Linked DNA regions of Zea mays: region 1 is linked to region 2. Evidence: chromatin contacts called from public Hi-C data. All regions are on one chromosome and are shown on one strand. Each heading gives the region's core, a stretch centred on a gene start, on an enhancer-like site or on the middle of the called end of the contact. The rest is flanking DNA. Distances are from core to core; before and after follow the strand shown. Region 1 holds the start of LOC103629437 (GPI transamidase component PIG-T). Region 2 holds the start of LOC100191518.

Region 1 (4,598 bases), core at 1,622-4,121, 220 kb before region 2:
ACGCAATAATTTAAACAAGTGCCATGTTGATACTCAACTTAAAAATATCCAAAAAAATGACAACATGTTGTTCAATGATATGTTCTACTCATTCTGCAACACATAAAAATATCAAAGTTGATTATTATTTTAATCAGTGTTGCTGCTCATGATAGGTTTTTCCAATAACTGGCATATGGGCATAACAAATCTGTAGGACATAAATGAGTCATTGTATAACAAAATGTTTACATGCCCTCATTAGGTTATTTAAAGGCATTGGAGAAATATTGGACATGTCTACATGGAGAGCTGGATAAGGAGGCACTGGAAGGTGGAGTCAAAACCCTGCTGCAGGTGGCCATGGACATACTGGTGTTTAAATTATAGGAACACAGATGTATACTAAAGGAAAAAAGTATTATTTCATACTGGTGTTTAAAAAGGTTGTTGAAAATGGAGGATCATACATTCTCTCCTGTGGAAAATCATTTTAGCATTTGTGTTGAGGGACAATTCCAAAAAGAACAAATTCAATGAGATATCCTTTCTCAAAGACTCAAAGGATTTGTAATAACCATAGGTATGTCAACAATATAGATGGACCTGCTATCCATAGTCTTTCAAAATTATGATATGGTAATGCAAGTAACAACTGGCATGCTAGTTAACATGATACAATTATTCGCTCCATCAGCTATGTTTCAGTCAAGGCAAATTACAGGTGCCATGTACCCAATCCATAACAACAATTAAAACTGCCCCATGAACCATACTGAATTCTAGTTGTTGAGATCAACAATGGTTCCCAATATGTTGCCCTTTTTCAATGTACTGCATAAATGGATAGCTACTGGTGTTTCTATATTTCATTTCACAAAGAGATCAACATTCATCATGCAAATTTAAATTTAAGTGTTTTGTGTGGTTTCTCTATTCCAGGACCTAGAGAACATGCCAGGAGGTTCTTGGTGGTAACTGGCCGGTTCCTGCTAGGAATGTTGGTCGTACCTTCAAGCATTATTGGCCACTGCAACAGTAGTTGAGAAAGCAATTCATCAACAAATTCCAGAAAATTATGTTTGAGATGCACAAAGAATTCATTTCATAAAATTACAATTATTTGCTTCAAACTATCAAAGAACTACAACTTTTAGGATCAGTTTCATGGTACACTACTTGTGCCCTCAGTTCCACAAACCTTCATTGGACCCACCTTTCAATCACACAAATAGTGTGCCCATGCAGATTGTTGTAAGGTTTGAAATAGATGCCTCGGGTAGTTTTACGAAACTGATCCTAGAAGTTTTGTTTTGTGAAATGAACAAAAAACATAATTAATGCCTGATTTTCTTTAGAAGGGCAAAGCAATCATCTTTGCTTTACATACCATCAAGACAACATCCCATGTATAAAGGGTAGATGACAATAGCATCATGAGCTACAACGAAGCTTTTTTGACATGTATCAAGAAGAACAAAGGAGATCATTCCATCCAACATATCCACAAATTCTTCCCCACATTCTTCATACTGTGTAAAGAAGCTATTAAAGCAATTAAAAGGTCTCAATGCTAAGATTAAATAACTTTATAAGAGAGGATGATGCTTTGATGGAGATAATTAAATCATTGGGAAAAGTTATGCCACTATTAAAAGGGTATACATATGTAACTTACAAGATGGGCTACACTTCACAATCACTACCGGTTTAGAATTCATGAGTTTTAAACTTAGCTTTCAATTCGTCATGGTTATAGATCTCTTCATTCACCTGAAAATGACAACCGAAAGATAAAAATGGTGAAAATATGTCAATGAAAATGGCAGACACATGTTAATGCAAAATGAGAACCAAAAAGTGAAAACTTAGCTATATGCGCACCTCACGAACAATTGCAAGCCTTAAAACTGTGCGGAGATAAGAATGACATGCAGTTATTTAGTTAACAGGATCTAATCCTTAAGGTTGCCGCAGAAAGTAAGTTGCAGCAGAATCCCTCCTATTACACAAAGCTATGGCTAGGAGCCATAGTAACGCTATGGGTTCAACCTTACAGAAAAGGAAGAAATAGAGCGAATACTACTGAACTTGAACTACATATAGACCACTTCAACTTCAAGAAAGCACCCAAATTGAGCATATCTACCCTGCTCCAGCTGGAGCAGCACATCTACTGCAAGAATCAAACAGGCAAAATGGGTTAAGAGTGTAGATCAGGACCTAGATTCTAGGTTCCTAGTGATGTTCTGGAAGAGCTGCAACGACAACACCCATCGTCATGAACAGCGGGTACACCTGCGCAGCACCAACCAAACCAACATCACACAGATCAGAGAGAGAGAGGAAGTATGTGTGTGTAATCGTAGAGTCTGAGGAACTCGCCTCCGGTCGGACCCAGTCGTTGGCCCTTAGATTGAGACACGACCGCGACGACGAAGGATGGAAAGACTGGAGAGGCAACGTCGGAGGAGGGGGAGCCGCCACCGCCTGGCGCATCGTTGTTGGCCCCTGATCCACCGCCATCGAGGTCAGGGTCCTGGGTCGCGATGGCGAGCGACTACGGTGGCGCTCGGGAAGCCGGAGGGATGGCATGGGGGAGAGAAGTCTGAGGGGAGACCGGAAGAGTAATGTGGACCTGTGGTATGGCCGTGGCTGAAAATTTGGCGTCCGTCAAAAGTGAGGTTTCACGTCCATGACCCACGGAGCACGCGTGCGTGGCCATCGATAGCACACGTCGTGCGATGGATGGCGTGGAGGCCGCCGAATGCGGACAGGCCTCCAAAAGGGGTCAAGTTTTAATAACTCTGATATAATTGTAGAGAATTTAGTTTTGTGGATGTTAAAATAGAGAAGGCTACTTAAATGAGTACTATAATAGCAATAAAGGTCCGCTAGCTTACTCTTTATGTGGGTCCTGTAGGTCAGTGAAGCAACATCTCTTTCCTTCTTCCCGCAACGACTGCTCGCGCCGTCTCCGGCTCTCCGCTCACCGTGACCGCGTCGCCCCGTACGCCTCCGCCCCGAGGCCCCTCGTCCGGCCACCTCCGCTCGCGTACGCCGTTGTACACTGGGAGGCCCTCGCCCGGCCATCTCCGCTCGCGTACGCTGCCGCCCACGGGGCCACCCTGCCCCGGCCATCTCCGCCCGCCCCGGCCTCGGAGGCGCCGCCCTGCGCTCTCTGGCGCTAATGGCGCCGCCGCGTCCACCCACAGGACCGATCCTCTTCCTGCCCCTCGTCTTCCTCTTCCTCTTTACCACCGCCGCGGCGTCTGCGGCGGCGCCTGAGGATGAAAAGTTCACTGAGGAGCTGCTCCTGCGGCCGCTCCCGGACCGCAAGGCACTGGCACACTTCCACTTCCGCTCCTCTGCGCCCCCCGCTGCCTCCGTTGGTCGGCACCACCACCTCTTCCCCAAGGCCATCTCCCAGCTGGTGCGTGGATCTCTGATGTGGCTGATTTAGGGTTTAAGCTCCAACTGTATACGGCTTTAATTCGCCGTTCATACTGGTACATTAGCCTGGACTAGCATGTAACTAGTTAGTTGTGTTTGTAGATCAATAACACGTTTGATCTGTCTGTGGGTACTCCACTGGGACAGTGAGACAAGCAACTGCACTGCTGCAAAGATTTTATTTTTGGCATATGTACATAGGTGTGTTAAGATGGGAGATCTTTGCTTTGCATTTGTTTCATTTTCCCACCGAGTGATGTCTATCAAGTTGTCCCAAGTGCTGATTTGTTTTTACCCAAAATTGAATCTAGGTGCTGTGGAACCGCTGTGAAATTTAGGTTTTGCAATCTGAACAAAGGCTCAAGCCCATTTTAACTAGAAATGGTCACAGTGGTTGTTGGGTTTGTAAGACAACAAGTCAATGACCCTGAGCATTGGGGGTTCTCTGAAATGGGCACAGTAGTTTGTGGGTTTGTGCCTATTAGGCATTAGCCCCAAATGTTGGTGGCTTTGAGAAATTTACTCTGTATTCTTTTGTTGCCTATTAGGTTTACATATAATAAACTGTCCCTTGTTTATACCTTTAAGTCACAACAACCTGGGCACTGAAGAAAGGGGCCCTCCATTTCTTATATGCTGCCACATTTTATGAATGACTGAGAAGTGAGAACCTCTATTAACATTATTCTGCTTTGTCAATATCAGGTTAAGAAATATCATATTAGCGAGTTGGAGCTATCTTTCACCCAGGGAAGATGGAACTATGAGCAGTGGGGTGGATTTGATCCTATGTCAACTAATAATGCAAAGCCTCCTGGTGTTGAGCTGTGGGCAGTTTTTGATCTTCCTTTGTCTGAGATCGATGCAACATGGAAGAACCTGACACATACACTCTCTGGCCTGTTTTGTGCATCCATCAACTTTTTGGAGTCCTCCACTGCATTTTCTGCTCCTCGCTGGGGCTTCAAACTGAACGAAGGCAATTTGCGATATGGTGCATTGCCTCGTGAAGCAGTATGCACTGAGAATCTGACACCTTGGTTGAAACTTCTTCCATGTCGTGACAAAGCTGGGATAGCTTCTTTGCTGTACAGGCCTTCAATTTACAAAGGATATTACCATTCACAAAAACTGAAACTGAGATCCTCCCAGTCACTTGGTATTAT
Region 2 (4,625 bases), core at 1,867-4,366:
ATGATTTCAAGAAATGGTGGATCATCTCGAGCTGAAGCAGCGGACATCCTTCATACTGTTGTGGGTAGTCCATTACTGTCATGTCATACTCAGATGAAATATCTGATATCCGGCTTCTTTTGTCCCCAGACCAAAAATTGGATGCCATAAGTGATGTGTCCGGAAAAAAAATCCTACAATTGGTCAATTGCGCGACAATGCCACTCGAGTAATCCTGATACTCATCCTCACCCATGGAATCAGTCGAGAAGCAACAGTCAAACAACAATGTGTGCCTCTGAAAATGCATTAAAAGATTTGGAGGATCAAGGAATAATGGACATGAATAGGAGATGGGCGAGGCAGCAACATAGATCGGGGATGGTTAGGCCGGTGCCGCCCCCTCCCAATTGCACAGCATGAGGCACTGCATCCTCCCTCTCCGCCCTTCGATTCCACCGCGCCTAGCCCCAATTCGTTGTCACCATCACTCCTTATGGCACTAGCGCCAGTAGCGCAGCCCCGTGCGCGCCGTCCATGGACAGCCCGCCCTAGAGCACGTGGAGGTGGAGCTGGATGGAGGTCATCGGCCGTTTCCTAGGCATGCCCGCGAGCGTCGTCGCCATTGGCTCTATCTCCGGCCAGATCTAGGGGCAGCTTTGCATCTCTTGCCACGACGGCTTGCCCAGCCGCTGTCGTCCTCGTCCTCGACCAAATACTGCTTAGCGGGTGGGGCGGCGCGAGTCAGGCGTGTGGGGGAATCGGGGTGGGGGCATCGGCGGGCCCATTGACGCTCGGTTGCAGAGGTCAAGGGCGAGCTAGCGAGGGAATCGAAGGGTGGAGGCATCGACGCTTGGTTGCAGAGAATCAAGGCGGGGGATTGGGGCGGGACACAGGCGGTTGTTGGGGGGCATGGCTGCGCGAGATGGAGGCGGGTGCGGGGGCGGCTGCGCGCATGGTCGGGCGCTACTGCGCGCATGGCGGCAGGGGTTGGGGCGGGACGCGGGGGCGGCTGCGCGCATGGCCGGGTGCCCGTGGCGGCGGGTGCGGCTGCTGGAGCGGGAGCGAGAGGAGGCAATCGGACGGTTTCGGATGGAGGCGGGGTTGACAATCGGATGGTCGAGATGGAGGCGGGGGCATGGTTGTGCTAGTCTACACTATTGCCTTAAGGATTAGTAGAGAAGTATAAACCATCGTCGACCCTTATCTACCAAAGCGCTCAAGTGCAACCTTTACAGTCTGCTTACGACCATTTCAGCGTCACGTCAACTTTTCTTTACAGACTTTTAGTCAAAATTAGTATAATGTTTATTAAAAAAATCACCAGAGTATATAATTAAGCAAATAAAAATTATATAGTTTATAAAAACAAATACAACTTAAAAACTTAAAAAACTATTTCATAAAAACCTGGTACACTACTACCCCTCTTTATCATCTTCCTCTTACACCTCTTCTGCCTCTTCTTCCTTGTCTAGTTTTAATTGCTTTGTCAGCTTTTTAATGCCATTTAGATTTGAACATCCCCCTTAGCTAGCCTTATACAACTTGTTCAACATCCTCTTCTCTATGACTAGGAACTCGCTGCTACTTGTTGTCGTTCCTTCCTCTTTCATTGAGCTCTTATGCTATCTCAACCAATAGTGTGTGGTGCACCCATGCTTTTCAGAGACATGCAGCTATAATCAATGTCCAAGTTGAGGCATGATCTTTTGCTCCAATTACTAGTCGTCATCACCGTGTCTCGCATGCCATCTAAGATGATGACAAAGAGCACGCCACATGTGCTCTAGCTTGAAGTCAGTTTCACCGGCCTTGTTTTGGAAGCTCTACTTGGCCACTTTGAGCAACATAGCATCATTTGCTCCACTGGGTCGGGCCGCGTACAAGCAGTTGCAGATGCCATTGAAGAGTGTGATCTTGCGGTTGTTTGGCGACCACTGATCCTTTAGATGCTTGGGGGTACATTGGCGAGGAGTTTCCGTGGTGGAGTTGTAGGCGCTAGCTATTTGACTCTCGAAGGTTGGTCCCTTCTCATTGTTGCCATCAAAGGGGTCTATGGAGTGCAGTAGTCACATCTAGATCTATAAATTTATGAACTCAAAAACTATTGTTGATCTAAAACTATGTCAAATTCATACAAATATACATATGTACTTATCAACCTTTCATCCTCCATCTTCGTCCAAATCTCTTCGCCATTGGAATTGAGGAGCATCAAAGTAAGCGGATTGGTTTGAAGCGATATCACTTTCGATTGTTGGAGGCACTATCGTGCCTATAGGAGGATGAGTACCATACAAAAGGTGGAACACCAAACGAGAAAGCTAACGAAAAAGAAGCACCTTATGGAAGAGGGGTGCCATACAGTTCATATGGAGGGGGTGTGTATAAGTGAAAAGTTAAGAAAAAGAAGTGTCGGTTGTAGGAGTTTTAGTGGTAGGAGAAAGATCATCGGTGGTAGGATTTTTATTAGAAGAAGGAGCATCCACATATGATCGGTATGGATATAGAGAAGGGAGATATGAGTACCAAAATAGAGGTTGTGAACTCAATGAACGAGGATGATCAAAAACATCATTCAGACAATGATGTATGAGGGAAAGGTCATCGAAGAAGACATGCCTCACATCGATAGCGGTCTCGAAACGTTATAAAGATTGCTCGTTGAACAATTAGGTGAGGTTTTTAAAGTTCATACTCTATCTGAGATCTTACGTTGAAATAGAGAATAAGAGACTATAACATGAAGGACGATAAATAAATTAATGAGTGAAGGGTATAAATAAACCCAAACACTCATCTTTATTTGTAGCGCGGATCTAGATTTTTTTATAAAAAAATTCTAAAGATGGATGTTTAGGTAAAAATTCCAAATAAAGAACCAATGAACATATGATGCAACGGACGGTAAATACTAACCGATGGAAATCGATATCACATTATTACCAGACCAATCAATCAACAGGTTCACCGATCGACGATGTAGGTCGGTACCGGGTTGGACCGAACCCAGTAGTTGTGGCGTTGCATTTCAGCCATTCGTAGCCCCGGATCGCGTACCCAGCAACACCCGCCGTCACTTATCCGCGCCGCGTCCTCCCGTCCCCTTCCACTCATCAGAAACCCCCGCACCCTCTAACTAAACCCTCACCGGCCGCCACCCATGGCGATGGCCGGCGCCGCCGCCGCCGCCGCCGGTCGCTGCCTCCTCCTCTCCCGCCCGTCCCCCCTCCGGCTCCGCCTCCTCCACGCTGCCCTCTCCACCGCCGCCCCCACCCTCGGCCCCACCTCCACTCCGGCTCCCCCTCCGCGGCACGAGCTCCTCCTCGAGCGCCTCCGCCTCCGCCACCTAAAGGACGCCTCCTCCCCCGGCGCCCCGAGGCCTACCTCGAGGAGCTCGGAGCGGAGCTCGCAGCAGGGGAAGGGGAAGAGGGTCGAGGCCGCGGAGAGCTTCGAGGAGCTCGGTCTCGGGGAGGAGGTGATGTCCGCGCTGGGGGAGATGGGCATCTCCAAGCCCACGGAGATCCAGTGCGTTGGCGTGCCGGCGGTGCTGGCCGGAACCAGCGTCGTGCTCGGCTCCCACACCGGATCCGGGAAGACGCTCGCCTACTTACTCCCTCTTGTTCAGGTATCTCCTCCTTTTCAGTATGCATGCAGTGTATACATTGCATTGCATTAGTGTTTCCATTAGAAGGGAAGACAATTCTCTTGATGCTCTTCAGATAGACATTTGCGCCATCAGTTCCACTTCCACGAAATTGGTAGAAGTACACTGTCTTGTGTTCAACGATTACCTGATGTCTGCTTGCTAATCTACTCTAACTTTTATCGTCTATGCTATTGTACAAAAAAAAGTGTATAACCCTTGTGATTCATCTTGTTTAATCTGGTTTCTGCTTTTACAATCTATGAAGAAATTTCCAATAATAGGTCTGATTATTAGCATGGATGCAACCTGATTGGAGTTCAACCAAGCAGTTTTTTGTTTCACTAAACAAGAAAATAGGAATTTATCCATTGGTTATGCCTGCTAATAAAAGATACACATATAACAATGGATTGGTAACCATGCCACTCCTTTTATTTTGTAGCTACTTCGGCGTGATGAGGCAATGCTTGGGATGTCAATGAAGCCAAGGCGTCCAAGAGCAGTAGTACTCTGCCCCACCAGGGAGCTAACTGAGCAGGTCGGCTATGGTTGCAACTTATTGATGTTAGCTGAGTAACTGAGTTATAGTAGCATTAATTCATGTAAATCGATCAAATTACAGGTTTATCGAGTAGCAAAGTCTATCAGCCATCATGCACGTTTTCGGTCAACGATGGTTAGTGGAGGCACCCGTCTAAGACCCCAGGAAGATTCTTTGAACATGCCCGTTGACATGGTCGTTGGCACTCCTGGAAGGATTCTTGATCATATCAAGGATGGTAACATGGTTTATGGTGATATTAAGTATCTGGTATGCTTCTAATTTCACGCTGATATTTACCATTTTGTAACATATTCACTGTTCTCATAATTGTCTCTTTTGATTTTCTTGTTCCGCATTTGAAGGTTCTGGATGAGGCAGATACAATGTTTGATCAAGGCTTTGGACCAGACATACGGAAGTTTCTTGCTCCGTTGAAGAATCGTGCTGCAA

What was found. Hi-C and Micro-C count contacts between places; a contact is called where the count stands out from the background.
Region 1: a Hi-C map of endosperm shows a contact between it and region 2, with 2.3 times the contacts expected there. The contact joins the promoter of LOC103629437 here to the promoter of LOC100191518 in region 2. A contact is called at or near these places in 3 of 25 Hi-C or Micro-C datasets (endosperm, leaf and tassel).

What each region holds. Positions count from the first base shown.
Region 1 is chr6:75,799,656-75,804,253 of Zm-B73-REFERENCE-NAM-5.0, reverse strand. LOC103629437 (GPI transamidase component PIG-T) reads left to right here and starts at 2,871. Exons shown (of 5, transcript XM_008650557.3): 1 at 2,871-3,412; 2 at 4,138-4,598. The coding sequence starts at 3,170.
Region 2 is chr6:75,578,541-75,583,165 of Zm-B73-REFERENCE-NAM-5.0, reverse strand. LOC100191518 reads left to right here and starts at 3,116. Exons shown (of 9, transcript NM_001136950.1): 1 at 3,116-3,610; 2 at 4,074-4,169; 3 at 4,254-4,442; 4 at 4,538-4,625. The coding sequence starts at 3,146.